Linked DNA regions of Ovis aries: region 1 is linked to region 2. The links are chromatin contacts, called in public Hi-C maps. All regions are on one chromosome and are shown on one strand. Each heading gives the region's core, a stretch centred on a gene start, on an enhancer-like site or on the middle of the called end of the contact. The rest is flanking DNA. Distances are from core to core; before and after follow the strand shown.

Region 1 (2,996 bases), core at 392-2,891, 150 kb after region 2:
AAGCTCAGGGCCAGGCTGACCTCAATTCAGAGCCGCAAGGCCCTAGCTAGTTGACTGAAGGTGTGCTCTGCAGACATAAAAGCACAAAAACTTATGCAGGCTTCCCACATGAAGGGTCTCTGCCCCAGTTGACAGAAAGCCAAGACTGGTCCCAGCGGTTCTGGAGGAAAGGAAATGGGCGATCTGGGTCCAGAAGCACAACTTCTCCTCCTGCTGCGCTGAAAGGACACACCCTCACCATCACTACACTGCTAGAGGCCACAGGGAAGGAAAGGTGCCACCTAAACCACCAGGCGCCAACTGCTCTAACGCATGCAGGGCAGGGCCATGACTTGGGCTGAGGCTTAGGACTGAACCAGTGGGAGGAAGATGCCTGGGAACGTCGGTGGGAAGTGGCTCTCAGGAGCCACGTTCCCCAGATGCTTCCACACTTTGCCAAGTTTGACCTTCCTCCAAACAAGGGAAAGCACAGTTTCACAGTCAGGTTTGTCCTTTCCAGGCATCACTGCCTACAGGATGGGTAGTTCCTGAGGAGCCAGTGACCAGGGTGCAGGTGGGGTGGCCACTGAGGCTGGTGAAACACTCCCAGCTTCAGGGGCGCTGGCTTGAAGTAGGGCAGATAAAGTGAAAGTGCTCAAAGTGATCCTAACCCAGTCCAGATCCCCAGGCCCATTGTGGGCTCCTGGAAGGACCTCCTGCTAAACACACTTCTGGACCCCAGTGTCAGTCAGAACTCAGCCCAGCCACTGTTAACAACCTCTCAAGAATGTGAAGCCATCTGGCTCTGCTGAAAAACTCTATACGGATCCAACAAGGCCTTAGGGGACACAAACCAAGCGTCTGATCTAGACACTCATCTTTCCCTCTTCAGGTCCCTTCTAACTCGTCCGCACTCTGGGCCCCTCTGCCTGGACCGTCTCTGCTTCACTCGGAGCCCCATTCCTAGGGAGGCCTGACCCCACATCGGGTCAGGTGGTTCCTCTCCACCGGCTCAGTTTCTCGCTCCGATCGCCCTAAAATGCAGAGCTTTGCTCCTGTCCAACCCCACCCCCCTACCCCCAGATCCGGGGCTCTAGGAGTGGCGGCAGGGACGAGTGTCACTTTCCCTGCTGGAGCTGGGGCCAGGCGCACAGAAAGGCTCTGGGAGTCTTCCTCACTGGAGCAGACGGGGCACAGATCAGGCTGTTTCTTCCAGCAGCTCAGCTGCTAGGTGAACGTGTGTGGTGCACGAGAGCGTGGTGGCCTCGGCCGCCGCGACCAGAGACCACCTGCCTCTCGAAGGGAGAAGGCCCAGACCCCCGCTCTGCCCGCATCCGTCCTCCCCCGACGCACCACCAGTCGTGGGTGAGAGACTCGCCAGAAAAGAACTCCGGCCAGGCCGCTACCTGAGCAGCAGGAGAGACCGGACAGCAGCAGTAGCGCCAGGGCGCCGAGAGATGCCAGCGCCGCCATCGCTTGTTCTCTGCCAAGGAAAAAAGAGAACAGTTAGCTTGAACACGAGGAGTAGACGAGGAAGCGCGACGCGTCAGCAGCCACCGCAGCCAATCGGGCGCCGGCGGGCTGGGCGGGCCTGTGATGTCGCCGGCGATACTGACGTGTCTCCTCCCCGGACCAGGCGCCCAGCCGGCCGCCCCCCAAAGATGGCGGCGGCGGCGCCTCTGGCGCCGGAAAAAGGCGTGGGAAACCGGCGCGGCCGTGTGCGTGCGTACTGCCGGGACCACGCCCCCTCCCGAGACGTCGCGCTCCGCCGAGCTCTCGCGAGAACGACAGCTGCGTGTCGGAACCTGCGGCTGCCTTCACGTTCTGTCATGGCGCTGAAGGTGGCGACGGCCGCGGGCGGCGCTGTGAAGGCAGCGCTCAGGCCGGCCCTCCTCTGGCGTCCTTGGGAGGTGAGAGGGAGGAGCGGCCCAAGGGGACAGCCGCCGCGCTCACTAAGAGGTGTTAGCACCTCGGCGAGATTAGGCGGGCTGCCGCCACGCTCGGACCGTTCTGGAGCCCGATTGGCTGCAGGCCTCGCAGGGAGGGGAGAGTTTCGCGGCCTGGGGTTGATTGGCCACCTCCGCTGTCAGTGAAGGGGTTAGCTGAAGTTGACCCTGGTCTGGCGCTCCAGGAGTCTGCATGTGGTGGCGGGGGAGCTCCCGGCGAGCGGGTGGCAGTGTCACTTCCCAGTGTCCTTGTGGGAACCCTCGTGAGGCGGTTGCGTGTCCGGCCCGCCTTGCTCTTGTGCTCTTGGGAATCCATTCCCGGCCGCCCGTCCTCCTCGGGTTTCCCTCCTATGAACCGCTTTGCCACCTCTCCCAGTGGAGGTGGCCTGTCGGACTTTTCGGTGCCCCAGGGGCTTTCCCCAGCCTGCAGGCGCTGGGAATGGGAAGGAGCTAGGATTCCTGAAGCTGGCGGCGGGTCGGGAGGCCGCGAGGGCTTTGCTTCCGTCGTTCTCCGTTTAGGATCTTGCTTATTCGGGTCTGATTCCTCTCGTGACACACTTCCATGAGGATAGTGTAGTCCCTAGGTGGGTGGGAAGTCCGAATCGTCATCAAGTCTGGACTGTCCCGAAGGGATGAAAGGTCTGACCTCTCTCTCTGGGCTCCAGTTTCCCCTCACTGTCAAAGGATCCACCCACCTCTGACCTTCCAGAACTCAGTGACTTTGCTGACACTCCTTGCGGTCACATCTCCTGGCATGCTTCCCCGCTCTGAGCCCTTGGGAAGGCTGGCCTGTCGCAGCTTCTGCCTTATTAAATTCTGTGTAAAATGCTGACTTCTCCCACTTGCTGGCAAGAGGCTTTCCAAAGGTCCCTGGCCTCTAGGCTCTTGCAGGATCCTGGTGGAGACATTTGTCTCCTTGCTGACTTCGCCTGTGTGTGTGCTTGTGTCCATATTGGGGCGGGAATGAGGAGACTGAAAGGCTGCTAGGTGGGCAGTGCCTTGCCCCGAGATTTGTTGTCTTGGATATGGGAACCTTTAGAGATGAAGCCCGGATCTTTGGTCCCAGTTAGT
Region 2 (3,204 bases), core at 478-2,977:
GCTATATTTTATTCTTTGCCCATGGGGTTTTCCTCATGACTTAGAGCAACAGGCGGCTACTAACCCCTGCACCTCTCCACTCAGGGCACACCATGGCACCTCACCCCAGCACATGCTCCTCTGTTGGAATCATGGAGTCTTGTGAGTATGGGGTCCTGTCAGTCCCTTGCCATGCCAACTCTGACCTGACTCAGAGCCCAGGCACCTCATGTCTTTGGGGGGCCCGTGGGGGGTGGTGGTGGCAGGCAGAGGCCCAGGCACATGTCCTTCAGGCTACAGCAGCGGGGGCAATGTCCAGGGGCGGGAGGACGTGGGCCAACTGTGGGGCGGAGAGTCCACCTGAGGGACTCCAGAGAGAAGTCACGGGGTGAGGAGCACCGCCCGCTTTTACCTCAGGGTTGGCCCATGACTCGACGGCCGTGTCTGAGGCAGGAACCTCAGAACCTTCCCCGGAGCAAGGCTAATCTTTGGCTAGGCATGTTACAGGAAGGCAGGGGAAGGCTGGGTGGAAGGGACACGCCAGGAATAATGACAGGCATCTGCAGCTGGGTGGCTGATACCAAGCCAGCTGGGCCCCCAGCCGGGAAACCACCCCCCCAAGCATGAGGTTATATGGGGGACACACAGCGGCTGCAGGGCGCACTTACCTGCAGGGCGCCCACAGTCTCGTCGGGACAAGCACACAGCATGCCAGGCTCCTGTCCCTGGGCTGTACGGATGAGGCAGAGGCCCAGTTACATCTTTGGCAAACAGGGCGCCCCCCCCCCGAAGCCCAAGCTTCCCCAAGCCCCCAATGGGAGCTCAGGGTCCCGGAAACGGTCCCTCCACATAATTCTTCCATTGGCTGGGCAAGAAGAGGAAGTTTGACCCGCCTTCTTCGGAGCACCCAACGTAATCTGACAGTCCAGAAAAGCAGACTGGGTGCTGGAAGACCTGGAGAACTCCGACTCTGAGGACCTTGCTCTTCACTTGCACAGTTCCCGCCTGACTGTCGAGTGGCATCTCTGGGGTGAAGAGGTCAGGGGCTGTGGAGCGGATTCCAAAGAGAGAGGACTTGGCCGCCCTGTGGTGTCACAGGTCAGCGGGGCCTCAGCGTTCAGCCATTTTCCAGCTATCTCTTCTCTTGGACTTCCCTGGTGGTTCAGATGGTAAAGAGTTTGCCTGCGATGCTGGAGACCTGGGTTCGATCCCTGGGTTGGGAAGATCCCCTGGAGAAGGGAATGGCAACCCACTCCAGTGCTCTGGCCTGGAGATTCCCATAGACGTAGGAGCCTGGCAGGCTAGAGTCCATGGGGTCCCCAAGAGTCAGAAGCGACTTCACTGTCACTTTTTCTTCTCCTGGACACCTGGGCTCATGCTCTGCCCTACCCTTCCCTGCCCCGGGGCGGGGAGGGGGGCCCTCAGGCGGGGAGACGTGGCTGGAGGAGGGAAGACAGCCCTGAGTTCACTCTTTCCTCCCCCCTTCTACCCCAATCCCAGAACGTCCTGCCAACTCACCCAGCACTTCCCACCAGGAGGGCATTGAATGGAGGGCGCCCAGCAGCGGAGCTCCAGCGGCCTCAGCCTCCCTGCCGGAGTGGGGGGTGGGGTCCGCCCGGGGGCGTGACCTGAGGGTGGGTGTGGCAGTGAGCCAGCCAAGCCCCGCCCCCGCTGCAGGCTCGGCCCCCGGGCCGGGCGGAACCTGGGGGGTAGAGGTGGGTGGTGCTAGGCTGGGTCAGCTGAGTGACAGTCACGCGACAGCACTCCGCTCCGTGTGGCTTCCTGGAAGACAAGGAGTGATGAGCCGGGGTCTCCGAGTGTGGCAGGCCAGTGCTCGGCGGCCCGGGGAAGGGGCGCGGGCTGGGGGTGGTCGGTGTTGTCCTGGAAAAGGCCGTCCAGGATGGGGGGCGGGGACGAGGGGTTCAGTCCCGGGGCCCATCTTGGTCAGGAGGGCAGACCTGCCCCGGGGCGGGGGGGGTTCCCGAGGCTCCGAGTCAGGCAGCCCTAGGGGGCCACTCGAGCCTGGGGTGACCTGCAGCCCCGGGGAGTCCACCTACGGGACGGGCACCCGAGAAGACGGGACGCCCTCTGGGGGAGCCGTGTCTCCAAGTCTCTCTCCACAGGACATGGAGAAGGAGCAAGAGAAGCTGCGGGCCTGGAAGGAGCGCGTGGCGCGCGAGCTGGATCGCGTGGTGGCTTTCTGGCTGGATCATTCCCACGACCAGGAGCAGGGGTGCGCGCCTCGCCTTTCTGGGGGCCTTGGACTGGGTTTTTCTCTCCTCTGGAGCCCCTGCACCTCACTCTGGGCTGACTGCCATCTGTGGGGCACCACCCCCAGCCCCTAGGCCCCCTCACCAGCCCCCTACCGCGAACTCGGCTAACGCCAGCGTGTCCCGCAGGGGCTTCTTCACGTGCCTTGGCCGCGACGGGCGGGTGTACGATGACCTCAAGTACGTCTGGCTGCAGGGGAGGCAGGTATGGACGAGGCGTGCCATGGGGCGCCCGGGACTGGAACCGGCGCGCTGGGTCCTGCCTGAGTTCGCACACCGGGCAGGGATCGCGGCTCACCGCCCTCCTTCCCAAGGCCCTGAGGACGGCGGCCCCCCACTTGAGCCACGACCCCTCCGCTCCCTCACCCCCCACCTAGGTGTGGATGTACTGTCGCTTGTACCGCCAGTTTGAGCGCTTCCGCCGCCCGGAGCTTTTGAATGCAGCTAAAGCAGGTGCCCTCCCCTCCCAGTCCCCGTCTCCCCAGAAGCCACTCCCGGTGATCCCGGTAGCCGCGCGGTGCTCCCAGTTGCCTGCTTGCCAGCCGGCTCTGGAAGCCCCCCAAGGACGCCGGGTGCCCACCGATGGGGAGGTAGGCGCCGGCTGGGGCACCCCCAGCGCGCCTTCCAGCGTGACACCTTCCTGACCACCAGGTGGCGAGTTTTTGCTGCGTTATGCCCAAGTGGCACCTCCTGCAAAGAAATGTGCCTTTGTGCTGACCAGGGACGGCCGCCCAGTCAAGGTGCAGCGGACCATCTTCAGCGAGTGTTTTTACACCATGGCCATGAATGAGCTGTGGAGGGTGACTGGGGATGCGCGGTACCAGGTGCGGGGGAGGATGGGCACACTGTACATCTCCGTGCCCTCACTTTCGCTGGCTCCTGGTACCTGGGTGCAGGCCAGATCTGTCCTTAACATCAGTCCTTTCTCTGGGCCCGCAGGGCCCGGGGCTGCCAG

Evidence for each region. A called contact is a pair of places that touch in the nucleus more often than the background predicts.
Region 1: a contact with region 2 is called in a Hi-C map of tail adipose tissue, with 4 times the contacts expected there. The contact joins the promoter of SSR4 here to the promoter of RENBP in region 2. A contact is called at or near these places in 7 of 16 Hi-C or Micro-C datasets (blood, hypothalamus, liver and 3 more).

The regions. Positions count from the first base shown.
Region 1 is chrX:80,488,458-80,491,453 of ARS-UI_Ramb_v3.0, forward strand. SSR4 (signal sequence receptor subunit 4) reads right to left here and starts at 1,642. Exons shown (of 6, transcript XM_042242265.1): 1 at 1,386-1,642. The coding sequence starts at 1,452. It overlaps IDH3G (isocitrate dehydrogenase (NAD(+)) 3 non-catalytic subunit gamma), which reads left to right and starts at 1,769. Exons shown (of 11, transcript XM_027963525.2): 1 at 1,769-1,889. The coding sequence starts at 1,809.
Region 2 is chrX:80,341,493-80,344,696 of ARS-UI_Ramb_v3.0, forward strand. It overlaps RENBP (renin binding protein), which reads left to right and starts at 1,728. Exons shown (of 11, transcript XM_004022782.5): 1 at 1,728-1,805; 2 at 2,103-2,212; 3 at 2,379-2,454; 4 at 2,627-2,702; 5 at 2,901-3,073. The coding sequence starts at 1,779. LOC132658819 (a long non-coding RNA gene) reads right to left here and starts at 1,649. Exons shown (of 2, transcript XR_009598871.1): 1 at 1,498-1,649; 2 at 1-1,208.